2 separate regions of the Pan troglodytes genome follow, and region 2 is linked to region 1. The links are chromatin contacts, called in public HiChIP or PLAC-seq maps. All regions are on one chromosome and are shown on one strand. Each heading gives the region's core, a stretch centred on a gene start, on an enhancer-like site or on the middle of the called end of the contact. The rest is flanking DNA. Distances are from core to core; before and after follow the strand shown. Region 1 holds the start of FZD5 (frizzled class receptor 5). Region 2 holds the start of PLEKHM3 (pleckstrin homology domain containing M3).

Region 1 (6,295 bases), core at 1,931-4,430:
AAAAATACATATAAATTAAAAAGAGGGTTCCCATAAAGAAGGCAGTAAGAAACGCAAAATAGAATACACGTGAGCTGGGCCCCTTGGAGAAGACCTGGGACAGGTTCTTCCTCGAAAACGCCCCTCTTCCCTCTCTCCAAGTCGCCGCGGGAGGGGGCAACAGCACCATAAAGGTAAACGGAAGTGACCTTGGCAAAACTACCAAACAAAACGCCCCCCTCCCCTCAGCTCTCCGGCCGAGTCCCTCGGCGCCAGCCTCCTACACGTGCGACAGGGACACCTGCTTGTGGTAGGTGGCGGCGGGGCCCGGCGGCCCGGTCCTGCCTGTGAGCGCGGCGCTCGCCTCGGGGTAGTCCCCGGCGGCCATGGCGCCCCCGCTCTTGTGGCCGCGCCGCGGGCGGCAGCAGCAGCGGCTGGTGAAACGCCGCCACGACTCCACCGTCTTGCCCGACCAGATCCAGACGCCCGACGTGATGCCCACCACCAGGCACATGAAGTACTTGAGCATGAGCACCCAGTACTCGGGCTTGGCGCGCGGCTGGCCGGCGTCGTGGCCCGGGCAGGCGCAGGTGAGCGCCGCCTCCCAGCTCTCGCGGTAGTGCTGCTCGTACAGGTAGCAGGCCACCACAATGCTGGCGGGGACCGTGTAGAGCAGCGTGAAGATGCCGATGCGGATCATGAGCTTCTCCAGCTTGTCCGTCTTGGTGCCGCCCTGCTTGATGACGCTGCGGATGCGGAAGAGCGACACGAAGCCCGCCAGCAGGAAGAGCGTGCCCACCAGCAGGTAGAGCACCAGCGGGCCCAGCACGAAGCCGCGCAGCGAGTTCAGGTTCTGGTTGCCCACGTAGCAGATGCCGGCCACTGGGTCCCCGTCCACGGAGCTCAGCGCCAGTGCCGTAATGGACTTGACGCTGGGGATGAGCCACGCAGCCAGGTGGAAGTACTGCGCGTAGCCCGCGATGGCCTCGTTGCCCCACTTCATGCCGGCGGCCAGGAACCAGGTGAGCGACAGGATGACCCACCAGATGGAGCTGGCCATGCCGAAGAAGTAGACCAGGAGGAAGACGATGGTGCACAGTGCAGGGCCCGTGGTCTCGTAGTGGATGTGGTTGTGCTCGCGGCTGCAGGCCACGCTGGCATGGCCCACGACCAGACGCACCAGGAAGCCCAGCGACACGCACAGGTAGCAGGCTGACAGGAAGATGATGGGGCGCTCAGGATAGCGGAAGCGTTCCATGTCGATGAGGAAGGTGGCCACTGTGGTGGACGTGGAGATGAAGCACAGCACCGACCACAGGCCTATCCAGAAGGTGGCGAACGTGCGCTCGTCGGCACTGAAGGACGGCTGGTAGCAGGGTACCGCGCAGTTGGGCACCTGGCCCGTCCGCACCTTGTTGTAGAGCGGGTGTGACTCCTTCAGAATGGGCACGAAGGGCTCGCGACACTTGCACACGAACGGGCCCCCAGCGGGGCATTCGCCCCCCGAGGCCGGCGCCCCTGGCGGGCCTGGAAGGGTGGGCTTGGCTGGGAAAGGCCTGGGGGGCGCCGTGGTGGCCTCGCTGCGGTTGTAATCCATGCAGAGGACCTCGGCGTCGCGGCCCAGCACCGGGAGGCGGTCGCAGCTCATGCGCTCGGGCCAGGCGAAGCCGTACTGGCGCATCAGCGGCGAGCAGCCGGCCTTGGCGCGCTCGCACACCGAGCGGCAGGGCGGCAGCGGCTTGTGGTAGTCGGGCAGACAGATGGGCGTGTACATAGAGCATAGGAAGAAGCGCAGGTCCGGCGAGCATTGGATCTCCACCAGCGGCCAGAACTGGTGCACCTCCAGGCCCGCCTCGTCCTGCGTGTCGTGGTTGAACTGGTTGGGCATGTGCGTCAGGTTGTAGCCGATGCCGCGGCACATGGGCACCGTGATTTCCTGGCACACCGGGGCCTTGGACGCGGCGGCCGCCCGGCCCACCAGCTGCGCCAGGAGCAGCAGCAACAGCGAGGGCGGCGCGGATGGGTCAGGCCGAGCCATCGCCCCCTCCCTCCCCTCGCCTCCAGCAGCCCGCGAGGGACGCACACAGGCAGAGGAATCCGGGCCGGGGCTTCTCCCTCCGGCGTCTCGTGTGTGGCGCCGGGGCTGGCAACCTGTTGGTTGCTTTTTCCTTTAAAGAAAACCGTCCAAAGATAAACTGCTTCGGGAAGGCGCTGCCTCCGCTGGCAGCGCTCCGCTCCTCGCCGGATAGGGCTGGGGAGAGACGGTTAGGGCTCGGATTCCAGGGAAAGGACTCTTTAAAAAAGAAGGGGGAGAAGAAAGATTGCAACCACTCCCTGTTGGAGAGGCGTCAACAGTTCGGTCCCCGCGAGCTGTCTCCAAATCTCTTAAGTTAACCCCTTTCCTTTCCTCCCCGCTCCGCCTCCTGTAACCAAACTACTGATTCCCCCACCCTCTCTTTCCAAGCTGGGCCTTTCAGGCAGTGCCCGGAGACCAGAACCCTCAGCTTCCCGGAAAAGGGCACAGGAACCGGGAGAAGAACAGGGAGAAAGGGAAGGTTCTCACCTCCACGGATCCCGCCGAGAAGAGCAGACAGTCCCCAACCAGCCTGGGTCCTCCGTCCCTGGGTCACTCCGCTGAGAAGCGCGACTCAGAGCCGGGCTGGCGCCCGGAAAGTTTAGCGACAGGCTGGGTACCCGTGGCAGCGGCACATGGCAGCAGGTGGGGGCGACTCAGAGTGGGGGGCGCCCCCAGAACAGGGGCGGCGCAGGCCGGTCACTCGCCCTCTCCTCCTCGGGAGCCCCCCGCATGATCCAGACGGAGCCGGGCAGGGGCAGGCCGTGCGTTCTCCCCGGGGCCGGGAGCCGGACGGAGGGCGAGCGCGCCTGGCAGCACCTGGGCGGGAGGAACGCGGGAGGCGGGGGCCGTGGGACCCCGCCGCCTCACAGCACCGCGAGCAGCCGGCGCTGGCCGGGCCGGGACTGCATGGTGAGCGCCGGCCGCCGCGTCCCGCCCGCCGCTCGCTTCCTCCCCTGCAGGGGGCTCCGCGCTCCAGTGGACTCCTGGGGGCGGTGGCGACGCTCTCGGGACGTGCCCTGCTCGGCTCCTCCCCCGCGCTCTCGCACCCTTTCGCCCACCTCTGGCGAGCACGGAACCGCGCGCGGCGGCGACCACAGCGGACTCACGGCCGCAGGCTGGCTGCCCTCTCCCGCCCCGCCCGGGTCACCTGCTTCTAATGCCCGCCGGGAAGCCCCGCCCCGGCCCCGCCCCCTCAGGCCCGGGCGCGGTTGGTGGGCCGCCTCGCCACGCTCTCCGCGCGTCCCCGCCCACTGCCCCGCGGGCTCGGCCTTTCCCCCGGCGCCTTCTGGCCCCTCCAGGAGCGGGCGGCCAAGGAGCGCTGACAAATCGCGGGCCGGGAGGAGATGGGGGCGGGGCGAATGCTAATCATGCCGCTCTGGGCACCCGGGCGGGAAGCCCTTGCCAGAAGTCCCTCCGGAGTTCTCTGCCCGCGCCCTGGGTGCAGGACTCGCTCCTGTAACTTCCTGGCTTATGCACCTTTGCTCCCAGGGCCCCTGCCCTTTCTGCCTGCAGCTAAGCGTCCTTACAGAGTTCAGTGCTTCTTTGAAAGAACTGCTCAAGGAATCATTCTTAGGCGTGGCTGTCTCCCTTCTGCGCTGTCTTGGATCTGTGTGAAAGAAGAGAGGATACTTACTGAGCCCTTTACTGTGTGCCCAACAAAGTGTTAATCGGTTACATCCTTTTTTTTTTTTTTTTGAGACGAGTTGTTCTGTCTCCCAGGCTGGAGTGCAGTGGCGCGATCTCGGCTCACTGCAACCTCCGCCTCCCGGGTTCAAGCGATTCTCCTGCCTCAGCCTCCTGAGTAGCTGGGATTACTGGCGCCCGCCACCACGCCTAGCTAATTTTTGTATTTTTTGGTAGAGACGGGCTTTCACCATGTAAGGCTGTTCTCGAACTCCTGACACCGTGATCTGCCCGCCTCGGCCTCCCAAAGTGCTGGGATTACAGGTGTGAGCCACCGCGCCCGGCCCGTTTACATCTTAAGACAAGATCTCACTCCTTACAACAATTCTGAGGCAGGTACTTCCTACAGGTGAAGAAACCGAGACTGAGACTTGGCCAAGGCAACCGAGCTAATCACAGTTCCCCCAAGAAAGGGCGACCTCGGCAAGCAAGTTCACCTCCGTTTTCCGATCACCTGGCACATAGTAGCCGCCCAAATGGCAACCCTGGGATTCGAACCCAGGTAGTTGGTCAGCGGCACTCACCATCGTAGCCGCCCCTCCCCCCATACCATCGCAGCCTCCCTGGCTTCGACCTTTACTTTTGCATCTCTTAACAAAATCTTGTTGTGACAAGAAAATGGATTTCTTTCTGCCTTTAGAAGACCCAGAAAGATGTGAGTCCTTTATTGGTCGAGGTTTATAATCCCAGGCAGTTCCGAAGTCGCCCGCAGAGAGAAGCGATACCGACCCAGGGTTCTGTGCTGGGCAGGGCGCCGGCCTCCCCGTCCCCTTCCGTCCCCGGCTGCCTGCTGCTAAGCCGCGCACTTGCGCGCCGCGGGGGGTCGGAGGGCGCACCGATGGCGGGGACACGGCGGCGCTCTTCTGTTGCGCAATTATGCTACAAGTTTTAAATGTCCTAAAAATGCCTCTTTTCTATGTGTTGTAATTAGATTGGAAGACTGAGGTATTTAGCATACTTGAAATACATTCACACGCCTAGGAAGAGGGTTTAAATTTTTTCCTTCTCCCCAAACTTTTCCTTCCACTGGGCAAAGGGCGAAAATAGGCAAGAGGGCCTGGGGACACTTGAAGGGATAGGGACTGGACTAACTGGACTAGATCCAGATCAACCGCGGGTTACTGTCCATCTCCTGTCCGGGATCCCATTGCCACAGGTTGGAAGAATAAATTGCGGAAGTGCCACTCCCCTCCTGCGTATCAACAACGCTTTGTGGGCAATAATGAAGAACACGTGTGTTAATCCCAGCCTCCAAGTTAAAAAGGAACAAATATCAATCACTTCGCAGATATCAAAACTATTAATAAACGTTTAAAAGGCCGGGCGCCATAGCTCACGCCTGTAATCCTAACACTTTGGGAGGCTGAGGTGGGAGGATGGCTTGAACCCAGGAGTTTGCAGACCAGCCTGAGCAACATAGCAAGACCCCCCACTCTAAAATGCATAATTAAATAAATGAATAAATATACCTTACATCTTTCTTTCTCTGGAATTCTACAGGTGTTCATATTTTATCTCTTGTGTTTTGGAATTACTTGCCACTCTGGGTCAGGAAGCATCCCGGGGTTGAAAATAGTGGGAGTTGAAAAGCTGTGGGCATAGCAGTGAGCAAGAAAGGGAAGCCCTCAGTGGAAAGTATGTGCAGACTATGAACATGCCAAGGGAGGCCCATCTCATTCTGTGCTCTTTATGCAACGTGTGTATTACTGGGGATGGACAAGTGTTGGCTAATAATAAAAATTATGTGAAGTTGGAGAATGTTAATCACTCACACTGGAATTTAGCCAGAATATTTGTGTTATTTCACACGGTTCTGTCAGAGGCATTTGAACCAGAGTGACTCCATCTTGGATAGGGACTGGGTAAAATAAGGCTGAGACCTATTGGGCTGCATTCCCAGGAGGTGAAGACATTCTAAGTCAACAGGGTGAGATAGGAGGTCAGCACAAGATACAGGCCATAAAGACCTTGCTGATAAAACAGGGCGCAGTAAAGAAGCCGGCAAAAACCCAGCAAAACCAAGATGGCCAGGAGAGTGACCTCTGGTCGTCCTCACTGCTTATTGTAACTTAATTATAATACATTAGCATGCTAAAAGACACTCCCACCAATGCCAAAGCAGTTTACATTTTACAGATGCCATGGCAACCGTCAGGAAGTTACCCTGTATGGTCTAAGAGGGGGAGGAACCCTCAGTTCCGGGAATTGCCCGCCCCTTTCCCGGAAACTCATGAATAATCCACCCTTTGTTTAGTATATGATCAAGAAATAACCATAAAAATGGGCAACCGGCGGCCCATGCCGCTGCTCTGTCTATGGAGTAGCCACTCTTTATTCCTTTCCTTCTTTTTTTTTTTTTTGACAGTCTTGCTCTGACGCCCAGGCTGGAGTGCAGTGGTGCAAGCTCGTCTCACTGCAACCTCTGCCTCCTGGGTTCAAGCAATTCTTGTGCCTCAGCCTCCCAGGAAGCTGGGATTACAGGCCTACGCCACAACACCCTGCTAGTTTTTGCATTTTTAGTAGAGTCGGGGTTTCGCCATATTCACCAGGCTGGTC
Region 2 (6,295 bases), core at 2,173-4,672, 270 kb after region 1:
AGAATTATACTTGGGTTTCAACAGTGATTTTTAAGGATTTGTTGTTATTTTGTTTTTTTGTTTTTCAGATAAAGGAATACTAGACATCAAAATGTTTATTAGGGGATGGACATATAGTCATCCTTCCAGTTTAAGATCTAAGAGCAATACTCAAACAGAAATCAAATAAATGTCTATGACAATTAAGGCAAACATACTCATTTGTCTACAAGCAAAGAGCATTTTGGAAAGAACACTCCCTTGTTCAAATTTTGGTGAACTGGTTGTGGAGACAAAAGTGACTCCATCTTGGATGCTAATCTGCCATGTTGACTTCTGATTAACCCCAGTCTGGGGAATGCCTCTAAGATTTCTATTTTTATCTATGTATACTGTCTGTAAATCCTGTTCTTAGGCCAAGACACCCTTGATGTTATCAAATCCTGCCCTTAGGCTATGACACACATAGCATTCTTCCCTTTTCCTGAGAGGTGGACTTCAATTGTCCTTATACATTCCTTCTAAAGCACATATACCCTTTCTCTGTGGTATATATCTGGGAGAAAACTGTGGAAATCTACCTGTCTGGCAGCTGCCCAAGACCATCCTTTTGTCCATAAGTTCCCCAGTAAATAACCCTCTACTGACAAACTGGATTTGTCTGCCTTGTTCTTTGGTTTCTTGGTTCCTTCTGCATTTGGGGGTTGGTTTGCGTATATGGCCCTTTCATGAAGCACACATCATGTCTTTTGTTTTTTTATTTTTAAGATACCAGGTCTTGCTCTGTTGCCCAGACTTGAGTGCAGTGGCGCAATCATAGCTCACTGCAGCCTTGAACTCCCACCTCAGCCTCCTGAATAGCTGGGACTACAGGATCAGGCCACTACACCTGGCTAATTTAAATTTGTCTTTCTTTTTTTTTTACAAAGATAGGACGTTGCCCAGGCTAGTCTAAAACTCCTGGCCTTAAGTGACCCTCTTGCGTTAGCCTCCCAAAATGTTGGTACTATAGGCACGAGACACTGCACCTGGCCTGTTTTTTTGTTTTTTGTTTTTTTTTTTAAATCTTACCTAAGGTCCACTCCTATCTCTAACAGCCCCATCTCTTTTCTTTTCTTATGTGATCTAAAAATCTTCCCCCAACACTACACTGAGACCCAAATGAGCTTTTTTTTTTTTTTTTTTGAGATGGAGTTTCACTCTTGTTGCTCAGGCCAAGATCATGCCACTGCACTCCAGCCTGGGTGACAGAGTGAGACCCTGTCTCAACAACAACAACAACAACAACAACAACAACAACAACTGCAGATCAAAGTTAAAGAAGTAAGAACTAAATGGAGCATCTTTTTAGTTTTACCAAGTAGACTATTTCTTTGTCTAGGATGTCTTTCTAGAACCCAGAAACAGAAAATGGCTCTTTTATCCTGTTGGCTTCAATATAATCATTCTTCCTAGGAGGCATATGATGTGGGTGACGGGTGGGTATGTGGTGGGGAGAGGCCCTGTGATACTTAATGAGCTGCAAATAACTCACTCCCATGTATTTGTGTGAGTGGAGTCACCCTACCTACTTATGCTAGCCTGTTTTCACACTCAGTTGATTCAAAAACTGTTGAATCAGACCATTCTGGAGCCTCTGAAAAAGTCCTCCAGACAACGGTGGGCAAGAGCAGGTTGCAACCAGGTTCCATTTACAGCAGTGTTTCTGAATGTTGTTTTGTACATTTTTATTACAAAACAGTTCACGATCGAACTTATTCACACTTTCATGTTGGAGCACTCGATCCTTCCTAAATAAATTAATGTTGCCCCGTTTCCACATTCTGTGTCCGGGATATAACTTGTCTTCAAATATAAGTAAGCATTCTCATTATCAGAAAAAAGAGTTGCAAGGCATCAGGAGAGAGAGCCACAGAGGAAAAGATTCCAAAAATCTTGGCATTCTTCCTATAACTTTTGTACCCTCAATCTTTTTCTTCCACATTTATGAAGCTTTTAAAACATTTTCCACCCTGAATGGCACACATTTACTGGGGTGACTTTACATTGTTTGCATTATTGTGGTTCTGGGACGTGAAGTTCTTAGAGGACAGGGGCATGTTTAGAATCACATCCTACAGAGAAGTGTTTAGTAAGTAGGAATGAGAAACATCGTCCGCAAGCATTTAAGGGAGTCTGTTTCCATTTTCAGTAAGGGCAGGTTGTCACTCAACATGCAGATGACCCAATAGACACAGTGGTATGTTTGGTTCCTGGGAGGGATGGATGTGTAGAGAAAGGGAGGAAAAGAGGAAGAAAGCAACATTAAGCCTGATCCCTGCCATAAGCTGAGCTCCTCACCACACGCACATGCACGCACAGACACATACACACACACACACTCGCTCCTTGGCACGCAGACACACACAGAGCTTTGCTATTCTTCGGCTAATGGGATTGGCACCGCTTAAAGCAGACTGCTAGGTCATTGTCTGCGACCACAGCAAGAGAAACATTATTTAAAGACCATTCAGACCCTAAAAGAAGCGGCTGAGCAGAGTAATTATCGGAGACTCTCCATTAACTAGGGCATCTTTGCTCTTTGTCTGGGTTGGTTTAACAAGGCCCGCTAATGGGACTGTACAGGAGGGGGTACACTAATGGTTCTAAAAAAGCCTCTTTTGGCCCCTTTATTACTGGGGACTGTCTTTAGAGATGCTGACAGTAAAGCAAGAAGTTACCATATTACAAAATGACCTTCCCAAAAATTTGATTTGGACCCTTGCAGCTTAGGACTCAGGTTTCCAAAATTAGAAAACATCTTTGTCTTCTCCACTTTTTAAAACTCTAAGCTGGTTCCCCGCTGCCCCCTGCCAACCCCCCGCTCCCCCGCCACTGTTCCTCTTACCTTACTTGGCCCTTTGGTTTCTTGGGAACTTGTCATTGGAAACAGCAGCACTCAGTGGTGATAAAGCAGAATGGCACTCCTGAGGAATTTCTCCTTGAGCTGGCTTCTCTACTCACTCTCCAGGACTCCACTTCTCTAGAAAAACTGCCTGTCCCATTATCACTTTTAAAATATGAAGCTAGAAGTCAATCACATGCTTACAAACCTAATACGGCCACCTAAATTAAAACTACTGTTCCATAATCAGTTAGCTTTATAACAAAGGCTTCAAATGCTTAGCTCTCCTAGAAGCTTGCATCACATACAGGGAACTCTTCTGTGCAGAGCTGTCTACCTCTCTTCATTTCCCCTCTCCCAACCCTAGACCAAGCTTCCATCTTCTCTCCTCTGGGTGACTGCAATTGTCCTGCAATCACCTCCTAGCAGCACTATTGGCCCTTCCAATCCATTAACTCTGCAACAGCCAATAGCCAGAGTAACTCTTTCAAAACAGAAACCTGCTTAAGCATTTCAGTAGCTTCCTATTGCTCATAAGAATTCTTACTGTGATGTAAGAGACCCAGACATGGTCTGGTCCTTTTTTCCTCCCTAGCAACATCTTGTACCATGCTCCCCCTAGCGTCTGCTTCAGCCACTGCAGCCTTCTTCAATGCCATGAGCAATTCATGCTCATTCCTGCCACAGGGCCTTTGCATATCATTCTGTCTAGAACACTCTTTACCCGAGTAGTTTCCACTCATCCTTCAGCTCTCAGCTCAGTAGTCAGCCCTTCAGGAAAGTTGTCCCTTAGTGCCCCTTCTAGGTTGACGACGTCTATATCATGCAATTATAGCACCATATGCTCCTCTTCACAGCATTTACAGTAATTAAACGTTTATACTTATCAGAATGCTTTTATGTTAATAATTACCTTGCTGTGAAACTGTAAGCTTCATGAGAATAACCACATGTTCCATAAGCAATAATTATGCCTATTTTTGTTGTACCATCCTGTCCTCAGTGCCCAGTATAATGTTTGTGACCTGAGTGCTTAATAAATCTTTGTTGCATTGTGTATAGTGATTCAAAATACTGTACCCCAGCTCCTCCATGCCTGTTCGCAATTTTTTTTTTTTTTTTTTTTTTTTGAGATGGAGTCTTGCTCTGTCGCTCAAGTGATTCTCCTGCCTCAGCCTCCTGGGTAGCTGGGACTACAGGCATGTGCCACCACGCCTGGCTATTTTTTTTTTTTTTTTAATTAGAGATGGGGTTTCACCGTGTTAGCCAGGATGGCCTCAATCTCCTGACCTCATGATCTGCCTGCCTCGGTCTCCCGAAGTGTTGGGATTACAGGCGTGAGCCACTGCGCCTGGCTGCCTGTTTGCAATTTATCAACCAAAGTTTATTCCCTGAGAGGTTCCTATGTCCAGTATATTTGGGAACTACCTATATTCCATATTTTCTCAGATCAGCGTAAGGGGCCAGGTCTCTTTTCCTATGGGATTAAAGACTAATTTTCTAGTTTTAGGGGCAGAACTAGAAGCACATTCTCATTCCCCCTCTGAGAGCATCTTTACACAATAACAGACTCACAAGGCACAAGTAGACACACACAAGCTTTAGCGATGCCTCCTGTCTTCTCAAGACCCTGTGGGAAAGAGAACAGAGGGTCTATCCAAAGAAGAAGTTGAAGAATTAGAGTGTCTCAGCACTCCAGATATGCCAGCACAGAGATAGGTGGGTGGAATTGTTCCAATTATTTATGATCCCCAAGAAAACTGGGGACTTTCTCTACTGTTTGGAGAAGGAAGCATGGGCTTCAGTAGATGCAGAGTAACAGCATGGATTGGGTGTGTATTCTGTTGCCTTTAGCTGCCCTGGAGAGAAGGCCATCAGGCCATATACAGCCAGCTGAATGTACCATGACTCATACTGAATGGGATTAGGCATTCAGTGGGCTGACTGAAGCCGTGTATCCTATCACTCCTTTTAAAAATATAAAGCTATAAGCCCACAAGTTTGAGACCAGCCGGGGCAACATAGTGAGACCTCATCTCTACCAAAAACTTAAAAATTAGCGAGATGTGGTAGTGCACACCTGTAGTCTCAGCTACTTGGGAGGCTGATGTGGGAGGATTGTTTGAGCCCAGAAGGTCGAGGCTGCAATGAACTGTGATTGCACCACTGCACTCCAGCCTGGGCAACAGGGTGAGACCATGTCAAAAAAAAAAAAAGCTAGAAATTGATTGCATAACTTGTATTTTATACTTAGTATGGCCACCTAGACCCAGACCACTGTCTTATAATCAAGTTGCATCACTCAGCCTCAGGACTGCACCAATTTAGGGACAGTCTGGAGACCAAAGAAAAAGTCTTATTATAAAATTGTGTTTTCAGAAAATCTGAGGCCCATAGAGAATTGTCCTCCCAAGACAGGTGAACATAAAGCTGCATGGTCACACCTCATGGGTTCCAGATGCATTTAAGTTCAGAGCCAGTGCCAGGAAATTTTCTAGAGCTGGTACTACTGGAAGAGACTGCTGCAAACACATAATCTTTACCGCATCTAAATTATGGAGAAAATGTGCAAACCTCCAAGCCTCAATTAACACGTATCCTATGGGCATTTCTTGGCACTCTTGTACTGCACAGGATAGAGGAGTGTGAAACAAGATTCCTGCCCTAATGAAAGAGATATGTGTTTCATAGAAACACATATCTAATGAACACAGTCTCATGTGTTCTAACACAGTCTAATGAACACAGTCTAGTGAAAGAGATACGTGTTTCATAGAATGAACAAAGCAACAGAATATACGTTCTAAATTATTGAGTTCTGGACCAGTGTCTCTAGAAGTGTGATCCACAACCTGCACGCGGCATCAACATCATTTGGGAATATTGTTTGAAATGCAAATGATTGTTTGAAATGCACATGTTGGGTCACCCTATTGAATCAGAAGTTCTGGGGGTGGGGAAACAGGAGCATTAACAATCTCTCCAGGGGATTCCTATACACACTAAAGTTTGAAAGGCATTATAAAAATTGAGAAAAGAAGTGGTCGGAGTGGAATGAGAGCTGAAGGAAAAGTTTTTATACATATTTTCCATTTAAAAAAATAGAGATAAGGTCTCACTATGTTGCCCAGGCTGGCCTTGAACTCCTGGTCTCAAGCAGTTGTCCCACCTCAGCCTCCCAAAGTGCTGAGATTACAGGTGTGAGCCACCGTGTCTGGCCTCCCAGAATTATTAAAGCCAGTGGTAGACCAAGGGTAGGGCAGTGGGAACAATAATAAAATCAACGGAAAGTTGGGCTGTGCTGATCACCATGTGCCAGCAAACGTAAACAAAGTCAATGACAAAATATTCCTCCCTGAAAAACATATTTGGCCTAAATCTGAACAATTGCTGAGGTTACTGAGTTTTAATAATGTGCATGTAAACTTCAAC

The links. HiChIP or PLAC-seq counts read pairs in DNA pulled down with a chosen protein or histone mark.
Region 2: an H3K4me3 HiChIP or PLAC-seq map of stem cell-derived excitatory neurons shows a contact between it and region 1, with 14 times the contacts expected there. The contact joins the promoter of PLEKHM3 here to the promoter of FZD5 in region 1. A contact is called at or near these places in 2 of 7 Hi-C or Micro-C datasets (induced pluripotent stem cells and stem cell-derived neural progenitor cells) and 1 of 1 datasets of contacts at active chromatin or transcription factors (stem cell-derived excitatory neurons).

The regions. Positions count from the first base shown.
Region 1 is chr13:110,002,859-110,009,153 of NHGRI_mPanTro3-v2.0_pri, forward strand. FZD5 (frizzled class receptor 5) reads right to left here and starts at 3,181. Exons shown (of 2, transcript XM_063790696.1): 1 at 2,543-3,181; 2 at 1-2,272. The coding sequence starts at 2,017. The coding sequence ends at 260.
Region 2 is chr13:110,272,782-110,279,076 of NHGRI_mPanTro3-v2.0_pri, forward strand. PLEKHM3 (pleckstrin homology domain containing M3) reads right to left here and starts at 3,423. Exons shown (of 8, transcript XM_016950390.4): 1 at 2,867-3,423.